5 separate regions of the Mus musculus genome follow, and regions 1, 2, 3 and 4 are each linked to region 5. The links are chromatin contacts, called in public HiCAR-type, HiChIP or PLAC-seq and Micro-C maps. All regions are on one chromosome and are shown on one strand. Each heading gives the region's core, a stretch centred on a gene start, on an enhancer-like site or on the middle of the called end of the contact. The rest is flanking DNA. Distances are from core to core; before and after follow the strand shown. Region 1 holds the start of Bnip3l (BCL2/adenovirus E1B interacting protein 3-like). Region 2 has its middle 13 kb from the start of Gm10860. Region 3 overlaps Ebf2 (early B cell factor 2). Region 4 overlaps Ebf2 (early B cell factor 2). Region 5 holds the start of Ebf2 (early B cell factor 2).

The links. Hi-C and Micro-C count contacts between places; a contact is called where the count stands out from the background. HiCAR-type assays count read pairs that join an accessible place to other places. HiChIP or PLAC-seq counts read pairs in DNA pulled down with a chosen protein or histone mark.
Region 1: a Micro-C map of embryonic stem cells shows a contact between it and region 5, with 2.4 times the contacts expected there. The contact joins the promoter of Bnip3l here to the promoter of Ebf2 in region 5. A contact is called at or near these places in 1 of 39 promoter capture datasets (cranial neural crest), 2 of 484 Hi-C or Micro-C datasets (embryonic stem cells and muscle stem cells) and 2 of 9 other capture datasets (adipose tissue and pancreatic islet).
Region 2: a HiCAR-type map of fibro-adipogenic progenitors shows a contact between it and region 5, with 5 times the contacts expected there. The contact joins the enhancer-like site here to the promoter of Ebf2 in region 5. A contact is called at or near these places in 3 of 39 promoter capture datasets (the 3T3-L1 cell line, cranial neural crest and maxillary cranial neural crest), 7 of 115 datasets of contacts at active chromatin or transcription factors (craniofacial prominence, embryonic hindbrain, embryonic midbrain and 3 more) and 2 of 9 other capture datasets (adipose tissue and embryonic stem cells).
Region 3: an H3K4me3 HiChIP or PLAC-seq map of embryonic limb bud shows a contact between it and region 5, with 3 times the contacts expected there. The contact joins the enhancer-like site here to the promoter of Ebf2 in region 5. A contact is called at or near these places in 3 of 39 promoter capture datasets (the 3T3-L1 cell line and cranial neural crest), 8 of 484 Hi-C or Micro-C datasets (brown adipocytes, colorectal tumor organoids, common lymphoid progenitors and 5 more), 9 of 115 datasets of contacts at active chromatin or transcription factors (astrocytes, craniofacial prominence, embryonic forebrain and 6 more) and 3 of 9 other capture datasets (adipose tissue, embryonic trunk and liver).
Region 4: a Micro-C map of brown adipocytes shows a contact between it and region 5, with 5 times the contacts expected there. The contact joins the enhancer-like site here to the promoter of Ebf2 in region 5. A contact is called at or near these places in 3 of 39 promoter capture datasets (the 3T3-L1 cell line, cranial neural crest and stem cell-derived epiblast-like cells), 3 of 484 Hi-C or Micro-C datasets (brown adipocytes, olfactory sensory neurons and trophoblast stem cells), 4 of 115 datasets of contacts at active chromatin or transcription factors (craniofacial prominence, embryonic hindbrain, embryonic limb bud and 1 more) and 2 of 9 other capture datasets (adipose tissue and embryonic stem cells).

Annotation. Positions count from the first base shown.
Region 1 is chr14:67,007,461-67,010,160 of GRCm38.p6, reverse strand. Bnip3l (BCL2/adenovirus E1B interacting protein 3-like) reads left to right here and starts at 1,284. Exons shown (of 6, transcript NM_009761.3): 1 at 1,284-1,473. The coding sequence starts at 1,377.
Region 2 is chr14:67,444,182-67,446,881 of GRCm38.p6, reverse strand. No RefSeq gene overlaps it. Among named protein-coding and RNA genes, the nearest start is that of Gm10860, 13 kb to the right of the region's middle. Within about 2 kb of position 1,326, at least 8 of the 459 cell types and tissues checked have an H3K27ac peak or open chromatin away from gene starts, as enhancers often do. A contact at or near this core is called in adipose tissue and fibro-adipogenic progenitors, where this site is marked.
Region 3 is chr14:67,377,503-67,380,202 of GRCm38.p6, reverse strand. All of the region lies in intron 7 of Ebf2 (early B cell factor 2), which reads right to left. The region is part of intron 2 of 4930438E09Rik (RIKEN cDNA 4930438E09 gene); the gene reads left to right. Among named protein-coding and RNA genes, the nearest start is that of 4930438E09Rik, 19 kb to the left of the region's middle. Within about 2 kb of position 1,317, at least 14 of the 459 cell types and tissues checked have an H3K27ac peak or open chromatin away from gene starts, as enhancers often do. A contact at or near this core is called in adipose tissue, brown adipocytes and embryonic limb bud, where this site is marked.
Region 4 is chr14:67,414,244-67,416,943 of GRCm38.p6, reverse strand. Ebf2 (early B cell factor 2) reads right to left here. Exons shown (of 16, transcript NM_001360202.1): 14 at 2,396-2,581. Among named protein-coding and RNA genes, the nearest start is that of Gm10860, 17 kb to the left of the region's middle. Within about 2 kb of position 1,358, at least 12 of the 459 cell types and tissues checked have an H3K27ac peak or open chromatin away from gene starts, as enhancers often do. A contact at or near this core is called in brown adipocytes and olfactory sensory neurons, where this site is marked.
Region 5 is chr14:67,233,345-67,236,044 of GRCm38.p6, reverse strand. It overlaps Ebf2 (early B cell factor 2), which reads right to left and starts at 1,401. Exons shown (of 16, transcript NM_001360202.1): 1 at 780-1,401. The coding sequence starts at 910.

The DNA.
Region 1 (2,700 bases), core at 35-2,534, 230 kb after region 5:
GCCTGCACGTATGTCTGTGTACCATGCGGGTTTCTCATGCCCTCAGATGCCGGAAGACAGCATTGAGTGCCCTGTGAACGAGCTGTCATGTGGGTGTTTTGAACCAAACCTGAGTCCTTTGCAAGAGCAGCCAGTGTGCTTAACCCCCCAAGCTATCCCTCCAGATCATGTTTTTGGATGTCAATTCAAAGTGACAAAGACTTATTGTGTGTGCCTGTATTTATGATTTAGAGGGGGAGGGCATATGCCACGGTGCATTGGTGGAGGTCAGAAGGCAACTTTGTTAGCTTTCTTCCCATCTACCGGGAGCTCCGGGCAATGAACTCAGTCTGCAGGTTTACTCAGCAAGCGCCTTTACCGGCAGAACCATCTCACTGGCTGGTCCTAGATTTAGTATTTCCGTGTTTGGGTATCTCAGACCATATTTTTAAAAAAGACAATTACATGAAAATTCAACAACTGCAATTAAAGCAAAGTTAAAAGGCAAGTACAATATTGAGAAAAACATTATACAAAAATCGGGTCAAGGAAACTTGACAAAGATACGACGTAGGAGTATTTAGGAACATTAACAGAGTCAGCAACCAGCGTACAGGAGGTAGGGCATTTACAGAGATAGATAACAACCAGGGTTTGGGTAAATCTGTATTTTCTTTTCCCTTTTAATTTGTTTTTGAAGGCAATGGGTCGCTCGATAGCGTAGGCTGCAGGGAACTCGAAATCCTCCTGCCTCAGTCTTAGAAAGAGCTGAAATAACAAGTGTGCGCCACGCCCAGCCATTGATTTTTTTTTTAAACCGTGATTACATGTTACCTTTGCAATTAAAATGTTATAAATTCCAACAAGGTGATTAGCTCCAAGGTACCTCCCACGGTATTCTGTGGGAGGCACAAATGGATGTTTCACTAAGGGGAGGAACTGGGGTTTTCTGCTTCTTTAAAGCCACGGGTGAGTTCTTAAGTGGATACTGCAGGCGTGGGAGGGGTTCCATTCAGGCCCCGCGCGCTTCCGGGCTGCACACTCCTCCCTAATCTCAATCCAATGCCAACTTCCTAGCTCAGCCCTTCCGGCTATTGCGACTGACTCGCAGGAATTCTTTCCTGGCGCCCGTATCAGCTCGACTTCCGCACCCGCACGTCCCGAGCAGCTCGCGAATGCCCCGCCCAGCCCGGCCTGGTCACGCCCCCTATCCTGGGCTCCGACCCCGCCGTCCAGCTGCCTGTGTTGTCATCACATGGTCCGGGAGGGCCCTGACGTCACGAAGGGAGGGACTGCGCAGACGCAGAAAAGGGGGCGGGGGAACTCGACTTGTTGTGTTGCTGCTCGAGAGCCGGATACTGTCGTCCTGCGGCCGTGCCGCTTCCAGTCTCCAGACCATGTCTCACTTAGTCGAGCCGCCGCCGCCCTTGCACAACAACAACAACAACTGCGAGGAAGGGGAGCAGCCCCTGCCGCCGCCCGCTGGCCTCAACAGTGAGCACGGGGCCGCCGGGCTCAGCGGAGGGATGGGGGAGGAGGAGCCGCTCGGCCGCCGCCGTGCGGGCGGGGGGGGGGGGTTGGTGGTGGTGGTGGGGGAGTGGGCGGGAGCAGACGACAGCTCATTGGTTGGGACCGAGATTGTGCGTATGACTGACAGCGGCGCGCTCCGGTTAGGAGCAGGCGCTCGGCGCTGGCTCGCGGCCTGCGCCTTGGGCGCCGAGGTTTAGGGTCGCGGTGGGCGTCGGGAGCCGGAGGCGCACGCAACTCGGGGTGGCAAGCGGAGGCTGGCCAGCGGAGGGGGAGCATGGGACGTGCGGCGGGGACACCGGGGGATGGACGCGACCGGTCGGGCGTGGCGGGTGGACGTGCGGCCGCGCAGGTGTGCTTGCGGAGCTCGCCTCCTACCACACGCCGGTCCAGGGGGTCATCGGAGTTTCGTGCAGGGTGCTTGCTCCGCCCCTGACATTTATCTTTTTTTTTTTTTTTAGTCTGAAAATTCCCAAGTTTCTCAAGTGAGTTTTTTGTTGCTGTTAACCTTGAATTCATATTTTACTGCTTTTTCTTTTCTTTTTCTTTCTTTTTTTTTTTTTTTGAGAGAGCTTCTCATGTAGCCCAGGCTGGCCTCACTCGTTGTGTTGCTGAGTGACCTGATCCCTCCTACTTTCCACTTTCCCAAGTTCTTGGGTGACAGGCGGCAGCCACCATACTAGTAACTTTTCAAGTGCTGTTTCTTATGTTAAATGGATTGGGTGCCCAGCACATGCCCTAGGATCACGTCCATTTCAGCCAAATCTGCAGTGAACTTCAGGAAATACAGTAAACAACACAACAGACGCAGGCCACAGGTACTAGCAATTGAAAGTTGATGGTCAGGATCCAGTTGCAGTCAAACAGACATCTTGTCCCCAGAGTGTCCGCTGTTGTTGTGAGATCGCCGGACCTTCTTGCCCAACCTTTCTGTTTGGATTTCATGTCTTAATGAAAGAGGTAGTGGGTGGTGGTAGTTGTCACAGGGCCAGATGAAGTTCTTTAAAAGCCATTTGTATGCTTAAAGGTCAGGCAGTGTCTTTCATAAGAGGGATGGCTTCCAGGGTGGCCAGAACGGTTTAGGGAAGAGCTGTTACTGAGTCTAGAGGATAGTGGCAGGAGCGTTTGGGTATTTTAGCCAGGTGTGGTGCCACTTGCCTGTCATTCAAGCACTAGGGAAGTGTAGTAAGCGTG
Region 2 (2,700 bases), core at 77-2,576, 210 kb before region 5:
TCTAAGAGAGTGACGTAGGATCTGGAGTTCTGGGCTAACCTGAGCTACCTAGTGAGACTTAGTCTCAAAAACCCCAAAGCCTAGAATAGAGCTTAGTGGGAGAGTTCTGGACCGGTAGGGTCAAGGTCTTGGGGGTCAACCCCAAATATTGTCCAAGAACAATAAGTGTAGAACAGGCTGATGGCTGGAACTGGGGAGAAGAATTGGAGAGAATTGGAATGGATCACGAGGATGGAGAGATGGGACTTCAGCTGGAATCCAGAGACCCACACCCATTCCTGATGACGTCACTTAACGTTAACTCCAAACCAGCCTCTGAGCCTCAGTGTACTTTAGGAAGTTTCTTGTCACCCGACCTGGAAGGACTTGTGTTCCCACATTGTATGACTGTGCTGTTGATGGCCCAGCCAGCCACACGTTATATCTCCCCCAGGATGTGTGATGCTTTTGCCATCGCATTTGTCTTTCTTCATCCTTGGCGCTCACCTAGTTGAACTTGTGTCCTAGGTTGGCCATGGATGTGGCCTTTTCCACCATGGAGGCTTTCTTGGTGGGTAGGACAACAGTTTGCCTGCAGTGGTTGAAAAATGAGGACCTTAGCTGCTCAGTCTCTAGACTTGAGCGAGCGGGTTGCTGAGGGATGAGCTAAGCCCATTCTCACCACAGCTGCCCCAACATTGCCTGCATCTACCCAACCTCAGTGGCCTGGCTGTTCCTTAGTACAGGGTGGACCTGTGCTTGAAGGGTCAACTGTGCAGGCCAAAGGCTTAAACAATACAGCCTGTGAACTGCAGAGTACAACAGCGTCTCTGTGCCAGGCACAGGTCAGCGGGTTGGATTAGATGTCCCAGACACCATTCTTTATGTCACCTCATATCTCATCTGGGAGGGAGGGCTGAGGGAAAGCAACCATGGAGAGATTAAGCATTTGTTTGGATTCACATGCCTTGTTCACATTCAAGAGGTCACCCCAGTTTGGCTCTGGTGGTTAAAGAGATAAACCCTGGGTAAGAGTTGAGATTTCAGGACCTAAATTGTGGTTTAATCCACAGATTTTTTTTCCTTCCATCTTCCAAATATTGCTAGGCCTCTGGCAACACCAAGTATGGGACTGAAAAAGCAATTTTGCTCAGATAACTGCCCTGGCAGCTGGGGATTGCTTGTGGTTCTAAATTTTGTGGAATATGAGACTGATACTATAATAATCTTATGTGTTCTATTAACTCTTTGAACTCTTTTTAAAAATGAGACTCATGAGAGGCCGTGGAAGAGGCCACACCCTTTCCCATGGAAGACAGCCCGGGCCACAGCTGCTCAAGGCGTTGCACCACGGCTCTCTGATTGAGGCTGAGCAGAACTGGAAATTGGGAAATGAAATTTTTTTGGACATTCATTTCTTTGCATATCAAGTCACAGGAAAAATAAAAACTTGAATTAGACTTTAATTTCTTTGGGCTTTTACTTCTACGTGTTAAGGAAATTTAACTTTGGATCATAATCCTTTTGGACCTCCACTTTCTTGGACTTAGCGTTAAGTTTTGGATCTCCCTATTTCACTTGGAACTTCCAAGTAGGAGTGAGTTTGCATTCAGAGTTTGTCTATTTTATTATAATGATGTTATTGAATGCCTTCATATTGTGATTTAACCCCATTGCACCGTCTCTGAAGAGCATGTGGGGGACAACATGGACCGCTGGGGATATGGGGAGGGAGACAGATGAGGGAGGGAATTTGTAGTTAAATTAATCGACTCTTGGGCCCAGTCAGAGTGTTCTGGAGGCAGATTGTCAACTGCCCTTCTTGGATCCTGGAATATGTCTACAAAGAAACTGCCTCATCAAGGTGGGAATGTGCTGGTCGGAAGGTTCCCATGGCGAACAAACACAGCCTTGGATGCCCACTGGCTGAATGGTTCAAACAGAGAACAAAGAGCTAAGGTGCTGTAAGCAAGCCCCTGCTCATGTCTGTTTCCATGAGTAACACACTCTCCTAGAGCTCTCAGGATTCCATCAGGAGCAGCATAGCGCCCATGCTTCCAAGTTGGCTGGGGCTTGTCCACCAAAAGAGAGGCCCAGATCTCAGTGTGTGCTTCTCTTCTCTCTAGCCCTGGAATCATGGGAAATGCATCAGCTAAGCTTAGATAGGTTGCCTTGACAGACCCAGGACTGTGCCTTGTATGTGTCTATAGAGTCTGGGGCAAGATGTGTCATCAGGCCCATTGTCACCTCAACCATACTCCTCAAGTACTTTGATAGATGATAAATCTGACATGGGTCACATCAGTTGATTTCCTCCTGTTTCAAGTTTCACTAAATTCTAACTGGGGGGTAGGGGGAGGAACAAAACAGGGATACCATTTATTTATAGAGCCATCTAAAACCTCACTTCGTGTGTGTGTGTGTGTGTGTGTGTGTGTGTGTGTGCGCGCGCGTGTGCACACGCGCGCGAGTGCCAGACGTTAACTTTAGATGTTAAAATAGGGTCTCTCATGGCCTGCAGCTTAACAAATAGGCTAGGCTAGCTGACCAAGGATTCTAAGGGATCCGATTTCCATCTCCCTAATGCTAGTACTACAAGCATGGACTACCATGTTGGGCTTTTATATGTGGACTTTGTGCCTACAACAGAAATGCTCCTGCATGTAGAACAAGTACTTACTGAAGGATTTCACCAGCCCCTCAACAGACCTCACCCTTAAA
Region 3 (2,700 bases), core at 68-2,567, 140 kb before region 5:
CTAAACTATCTCCCCGGTGCTATTCTGACTTGAAAGCAAAACCAAGCAAAAGCTCAGAGCCAACCCAGGCAGAGTCTTGTGCACAAAAGTCTTCCACTGGGCTGTTTTGCCAAACTTGGCTTCAGAATAGAACTTGTATTTATTTTTACATCAATTATTTTAGTTCTTTTTTTACACTTACTAGAAATGTTTTAGGTCAGACTTGCTTTTTTTTTTTTTTTTTTTTTTTTTTGGTTTAAAAAAAATCCAGTTGAATATGTAGTGAAATAAAGAGGCAGAACTTTCATTTTAGCCAGCTTTTCATGCTGTCCCTAGAGAGCCTCTAGTCCATTCATTTGCTTCATAACTCTCAGCTCCCGTCCTCTTGGAGGCCTAGGCACTTGCCGTGCCACCCTACCTCATCTTCTCCCATCACCCTCACTGCTTTCCCCATCAAAACTGAATGCCAAGAAGGATGCTGTAGTCAAGGGCGGTATTTCACTAGCAAACGTTTCTGGGAGCCTCTCGGGAGCCGTATAATACATTTGATGCAGTTCTTCGTTCGATGCCACAAGTTTTCTCCCACCACACTCTCTCCCGGAGGACTTTATGAGTCACCTGCTGTCCATCAAAAATCAGAAGCACAGAGCCTCCTCGTAGGCAGTTTTTAAAGCCATTCCCTCCTGTGGCAGAACTGAGAAAGCTCTGGTCTGTATTCTAGTAATTTCTGGATCTCATTGTACTAGGATGGGCGCAAGGGTCAAGTTTGGCACCCAAATTCACATCCTCTGAGACATTTGAGCCTTTAGAATTTGCTTTCACCTGTCTGAAGTCTGGCATATCTTTCCCTAAAAGCTGTTTATGTGAGTGACTATCAGCTTGGACATCTCCCTTTCTCCCAAAGAGAACTCAAAATTCTCAAAAACAAAACAAAACAAAAATGTAAGTTAGTTAAAATTGGTATCATCCTGATTCCTGACCTCATTTGAGATACCAAATGTCAAGAGGTATAAAGGCAGAAGGTTGCTGCAGCAAAGAAAAGCTTGAAGGGGCTCACAGCATTCCACAACATGAAGTACTCCCTAGAGAGAAAGCCCTTCAGGCCTTCAGAGGTTTTCCCCTTAACTCCTGAGAGATCGCTGCTAGCCTTGGGACTAGCTGGTTTGCTTTATGACCAGATCATGGGCTCAGCTGCTGATCAGAGGGGCCCAAGTCAAGTGGTTTTCATTATGTGTTTAGAACTGTGGCCTGGTAGCACGGTGACTTTCAAATGGGACGGGCTGCAAGATCACACAGCAGCTGGGGCAGCTCTCAGACCAAGAGGTTTGCACTGAAGAAACCTGCAGGCAGCTGGGGCTCTATTAAATTCGTACCATTTGGAGTTAATTTAAACTCTCCTTTCCCTCTTCAGCGGGTGTGAGAGAAACATTCAACATTTTTTTATTTAAGGAAAATAGATGGTAGTGCCATTAAAAAGTTTTATATAAGAGCTAGGGTTTTAAAAAAAAAATCATAAGGGGTTGTTGGATAGATGTTGGCCCCGTTCCAAGACATGAGTAGCCGTGGCCTTTGCTCCTGCTTCATTCAGTCAAACAGACTAATGGTGAACACCCAGCTGTGTGGACGAGGTGTTTTTGTCAGAGAAGCTAATTTCTCCATCATTCTTGTGTGGCTGAGGCACGCTGCAATATAAACACGAGGACCGTCGTCTTATCCGGCTACTCCACGGCTGTCAGTTCTTACACCGGCAGATCTGTGTCTAAGATTTTGGTCTCCCCAGCACCACAGATTTCTTGCTTCAGAAGCCTGACAGGCCTGCTATGGGCATGCTCCCTAAAGCGCCAGCTGCTCCCCTGGAGCCCCTGTAAATCTCCTCAGGATGCCTCTTCTATACCTCATCCTGTATGAGTAGATGCAGTCCAAGAGCCAACTCAGCTCCTCCATCTTTCCCCATACAGCTTATAAATAACCCTTTCTTATACTAGAAACTCGGGGGTCCTTCTGTGTCGAGTTACAGCTTATCTCTTAAAGTCAAGGAAGATACGGTGTCCGGATGGTTCTCCACCTAACATAGCAATACAAATTACAATGGGCATTGGCAAGAGTCTTTGCTGAGCATATGAGGGTCAGAGTGGGGAGGAAAAAAAAAAAAACAGTTGATAAAATTTTGATTGTTGTACTTGCTGTTCATTTTATCTCAATAAAAGTCCACTGGAACTAAAAACAAATCATTCGGTGGAACTTAAAGGGACTGATTGTGGGATAATTTTAAGATATCTGGAGTCCTCCCTCTTTTTCCTAATATTTATCCTACAATAATCCTGCCCTCCGTTTTCATTTGGAGGTAGGGCGCATATCAAAAATGATTTAGGGGTAGGATACATATCAAAGAGATCAACACCAGAATAGCTGAATGGAAAATCTAATGTTGCCTCTAAGATGGTAGACAGCCCAGCCCTGTATAGAAATGAGTGCCCTGTCTTGAGTGGCAGATCTTCTGATATCATAAGTAAGTTCTGCAAGAACTTATGTTGGGAAGAACACTCACACTTAACTGTTGTTATACTGATGGGTATAATTGAACTCTGTGTCATATTCACTGACTGTACAGCTGAGCTCCCACAGGCACCACCAGGACAACTACACCACACAGGGCTCCTTGAAAAAAAGATTGCAGAGAAGCAGACCTGGGCTTTGTAAAGCATTTGAAAGCATTCACAA
Region 4 (2,700 bases), core at 109-2,608, 180 kb before region 5:
ACTCCTGAAAGTTGTCCTCTGATTCCTCTATATGTGGCATGGAATCTATGTGCACGTGTGTGTGTGTGTGTGTGTGTGTGTGTGTGTGTGCGCACACACGCACACACAGACACATAAAATAAATTTAACAAAATGGCCAGAAGAAAATTCTGTCTGTTTTAACCTAATGATACAGTGTAAATAGTTTCCATCCTTTGTGTTACTGAATAATTTGAAAACACGGCATTCCAGTCCTAGTCTGGTGACAGGTGTTGTGGTTCCGTTTGAGCCATTTACCTACTATGACTCTTTGAGTGGGTCATTAATCAACTCCCCATCTCTTATAAGGGAAAGTGGTGGTCGTAATTATTGTTATACGGGTGCCACAAAGTGGTTGAGGGGATCTGATTAGGCTCTAGATTGTTCTTTAACCTGTAGAGAGGAAGACGTGAATCACTGTCAGAATCACCGTGAAGCAAGCATGGTTGCGCGCGCGCTCTCTCTCTCATGCCACCATGCTCCTTGTGGGGTCTGTTAGAGGGAGAGCCTCATTGTCACACAAGGTACCTCATTCTTGACCAAGTGTGTGACAAACCCACCCTGGTCTCAGCAGCTAAACTGTCTATGTTTCTTTGGCGTTCTCTAACACGGTCATACTGATAGACACAGAGCACAGAGAACAGCCTTTGCAATAGCATTTTGTAACTGGGAAACCAGAGCGCATCACATAGAATGGCCTCGATGCCCAGACTTAGGTTTATGAAGTTATTCTAAATGCATTTCCCCCCTAGCCTCGCTTTCCCATTGGCTTGCATATTACACATTCCTATGGTCCATTGGATGATCATTCTACCACATACTTTTGGAAAAAGAAGTTTTGTGGTTTTCTTCTTTTGTTTTCTAAGTGGAGTAAAAACAAACCAATAAACAATAATGTATACTCTGCTCCAGTGAGTCTAGGCCATGTCACACACACACACACACACACACACACACACACACACACACACACGACACATGGTAGCTACAGACAGAAAGGGCCTGCGCTGCACTCAGCTCCTTGGTCCTGAATCCCCACCACACTGGGTAATACTGACTTAAAAGCATAGCTCAGAAATATTTTGGGATTGTGTGGGCCCAGGAACCAAGGTTCTGAAGGCAGTGAGAAATAGCCCCCAAGGCCTGTCACTTGAGCCATGGCTGACAGGGCTGTGTGCTGCCCTTGATGTGTCCTTGTTTCTGGCACGAGGGAGTCACTCTGGGTAAAGAGAAGGGCAGGGGCAGGACTTGTAACAACAGCCAACATTTCAAGAGCTCTCTGCTCCATCCTTTGGCTCCCCATGTCAGCATGGCCCCTGGCCTCAAGTATTCCCTAAGCAGGTTTGAAAAACACACTCTTTCAGGCTCCAGGGACCATTGTGCAAGCTCCCAACTTAGCTCCCAGAGCGACCCAAATCGGTTTTTCACAACTTCTCAAGCCATTGACTTTGCTGCTATAGATTAAGGCTAAGAGGCTCTGTCTAAATCCAGCATGCTGCTATACACAGTCAACTTCCATCTCTCTGGAGGTGCTTAATGGCAGACAGAGCCATGTTACAATATCAAGCAGAGCACGACACAGATGTCCTGTTTAGGGTCCCACCTCTCCCAGAGGAACTGAAGGCTGGAAATGCTTGCCAGGGAAAGGGCAGTAATATTCCTCAGTGGTGTAACCGCCGACGAGTCACCCTTGGTCAACTAAACCACCCTCTTCCAAGCAAGCTACTCAAAGTAACTGCAATGGTGCACAACGAGAGACTCACAAGGAAGAAGGGCTTTGGTGGGAGGGGGAGGGGATAAGAGGAGATAGTGGGGTGGGGGTATGATCAAAGTGGATTATATGTAAGAAACTATGAAAGAAAATAACAAATTAAGACATGACAGAGGAGTGGGAGGCCACCAGTTCTGTGTCTGCTACCACCTGATAAACTCTAGCTGTGTAATAGAGGGTGGCTAGGCTAGTTACGGCACCAAACTTCTTTGCCCATAATATGCAGCTAAAATGAAATAAACCAAAAAAAATTTTTAAAAAAAGGAAGAAAGAAAGAAATAGTGCATGTGAGAATGCCCGCTGAATCAGGTGCACACTGTTAGCTGAAATGAAATGTCCACTCCTCCCCCCACATACACAAGCCACATGTACCTTATACAAGGGAATGGGTTTGCTTCCTATCCTCCCCCAGGAGGACACCAACTGGGAAGTTTAAGTTCAGCCATGAGAAAAGAACAAAAGGCAGAAAGGACCTTTCATCAGGCAATGAGACTATCTCCCATGCGTTCATACCATCTGGGAATACAGCTATCTCCTAAAAGGCTGAGGGCTGAAACCTTTGCGGGGGAGGCGTACAGTGCCAGATGGATGGCAAAGGTCACTTACTTCCATATGGGGAGCCCGTGGGTGAGCCATTCAGAAATCCCGGGGATCCTGGCACACCCAGGTTGGCCATAGGAACATTGCTGTAGCCGTTCATGCTGTTGCTGGAGGTGCTGTAATTAGATTGCTGAGGCGTGGAGCTGGAGGAGTATCCCCGCGGGGAGATGCTGCTTGTGTTGCGGATGTATCCTTGACAACAGAAGAAACAGGCCAGGTAAACAAAGCAGTACCCACCACCGTCCAAATGTGGATTGCGCTCGTCCACACCCACCCCAGATTGTCAGGTTACCGGGGCCATGCACCAGTGG
Region 5 (2,700 bases), core at 152-2,651:
AGCGACAGTGAGAAGCGGGACTGGAATGTCTTCGTGGGATGGAACCCTAGACAAATTTTAACCATCCGTAAACGCGAAGATTTGGAAACAAAATCAACTTGAGGAACCCGCAAAACTGGAGGGTGCTCTTCTCTGCGGCTCCATTTTCTCCTCTTCCCCGACTACTCCTGTGCTTCGGTCCATCCTCGGCCTCTTCGGTTTGTCTGTCCCACTCTCCCTCACCCAGGACTCGCTTGCATGTCCCCTTTCCTAGAGCTCCCGGCCGCCTTGCTTTCCTTGCAGCCCCTCAGGCCTCTCCGGATCCTCTCGCCGCCGCCACCATCTGGCCGCTGGGCTCCCCGAGTCTCCAAGCCATCCTGAATGATGCTGGAGGAGAGGCGCTCGCAGGAAGCGTGGGGGAACCTAGGAGTGACCGGAAAGCCGGCTCTGCCGCTGCGCCGGCTGCCAGCTCGGATCTTCACGCGCCACTCCGCTAGAGTCCAAGAGTAAACGCCACGATGTGAGCTTGAACGCTACTTTTAATAAATTTTTTTTGTCCTCAAAGAACGGACTGTGGGGAGAAACACCCGTGACCTCGGTAGTTCAGAAACTACAGTGTCGACTGCGGGAAAAGGGTTCCCCTAGTCGCAGCGACCTGCCCGCCCAGGGAGAGCCCCAGTGCGCACAGCCAGGGAGGAGAGACAAGGACAGAGAGAAAGAGAGGGAGCAAAGGGAAGAGATATTCGGGGAGACAGACACAACCAGAGACTTTCAGAGCACAACGGCTCCAGTCTCATTACCTCTGAGCCGCGACATTGGCGTCCACCACGCCGACATTCCGGACCCAGGACCTGACCGAATCCATCTCGGCACCCAGCGACTTGTCTTTCAGAGCTGGTCCTCTTCCTAGCGTATCTTGAATCCCAAACATTTAAAAAGTCTGGTCCTCTACTGTCGCCTTAAAAGTGACTTTACAACAACACCGTCCTCACTCTCCAATGCTGCCAGCAAATGGTGTTCTCCAAAAGCAATCCGAGAAAGGCGGCAAGGGCCGAAGTTTGGGGGCCCTCTTGGAAAGAAATAGCCAGCCCGTTCCTCCACGCACAATGCAAAGTTTGCGTTTTTTATCCTCGGTGGCTTCAGATCTGCCGCCTCGGGGCTTCCACTCTAGGTCGCCCGCATCCTTCCAGCTGCAGAACGTTCTCCAGAAAGTGGCCACAATTTGGAAGCATCACCTGTTCTGGGAAAAACAGGAGGAGATAGATAGCTGCCTGATCTCTCCCCTTCCTCCTTGTTCCCCCCTCCCTGCTCCTCCCCACCGTTCCGATATAGGAAAAAAAAAAAAAATCCCCAACAGGATCAGTTGTAAGAGGAAGGGGAAGACCCGGAGCGGGGAGGAGGCGGTGGCTGAGAGCGCCGCAGAGCCGGGCTGCTGCAGCGCGCGGGCCCCATGAATGGTTACTACAACCCAGGCCGCGGGAGGCGGAGCCGAGGCCCGATAAGGAGCCTCATTTGCATGGACGCCCGGGATTGGCCGGCTCTGGGCAAGCTGGGCGGACGTCCTCCCGCGGCGTTAGCCAAGCTTTGCTTTGCCCGAAGTCCGGGAGGTGAAAGGCTACAGCAAGCCACAAGCACCGAGTCCCGACCAGAGTCCCGAGTGTTTGGCCTGAGTGGGAAAGGGGGTCCCCAAATCCTGCACCAAAACAGAGTAGCAGGACTCTGAGAGTTAGGATCATGATGGTTCTTTCCGATCGCGGGAGCAGGAAGCCAGCGCGGATTTGCCTCTAGATGCAGGTTTTTTGTCGCCTGCGGGAGACCCTACAGATTCATTCCCGGGGTTTGGACCTGTGACCACCTGTATTTATGCTTTTCGCAAACACTACCCTCAGGGCATCCGTCTTTCTGAACCGGTCTACCAAGTCTCAGAGAGTTCCAGGGAAGCAATCATTTCGTGCGAAGGCCACAAGTGTTAGAAGGAGAGGCGAGATGAAGGAAGGAGAGAGCGGAGTGTGGACGAATGAGGCTCAAGTGCAGTTTAAATAAATATACTGTGAAGGGAAATGGTGAAGGAGTTAAGGAAAACAGCCCCGGGAGGGCGGGAGTACGCACCTTTGCAGATAGGAGAGGTTGCTGACAGCTTGGCTGGCTGAGAACTGCGGGATGAAGTTTCGAATCCTCCCCCCTTTTAAAATCTCCCTCCCCAATCCCTGAAGGCCGGGGAACCCTGCGTTAGAGACACGAGGCGTCTGTGAAGAAGTCCTGGAAACTTTGTCCGCCGAGCGCTGTGGTCGCGAAGGTTGGTGGTCGGGAAGCCGAGGCTCCACAAAATAGCTGAAACCCTAGACGGCTGGAGGTGCCTATTAAAAAAAAATCCTCCTGGCTGGGTGTTATTTTCTTGCTTCTCTTTTTGTATTCTGATCTGCGCGTAGATCTGCTGTTGAAATCTAGAACGCCAGCGCGAAAACAGATTTGAAGACAATGAATGCAAATCTGTGCTCAAAGACCATCTGCCGTGGAGCAGACAATCAGCTGCGCCGCGGTTCGAGCGACTGCACCCGAGCCTCTCAGCATCATTACAGTCGGGAGTCTTTCCTCCCGGCTCAGGGCTCAGGTTTGAGTGTCAATTGACTCCTGACCGGACCCCCTAGCTGTAGGTGAGCGCTCACAGACGAGCTGCGAGAGTTCGCCGCTAGAGGACACAGCGCCTGGGGTGCACGTTTG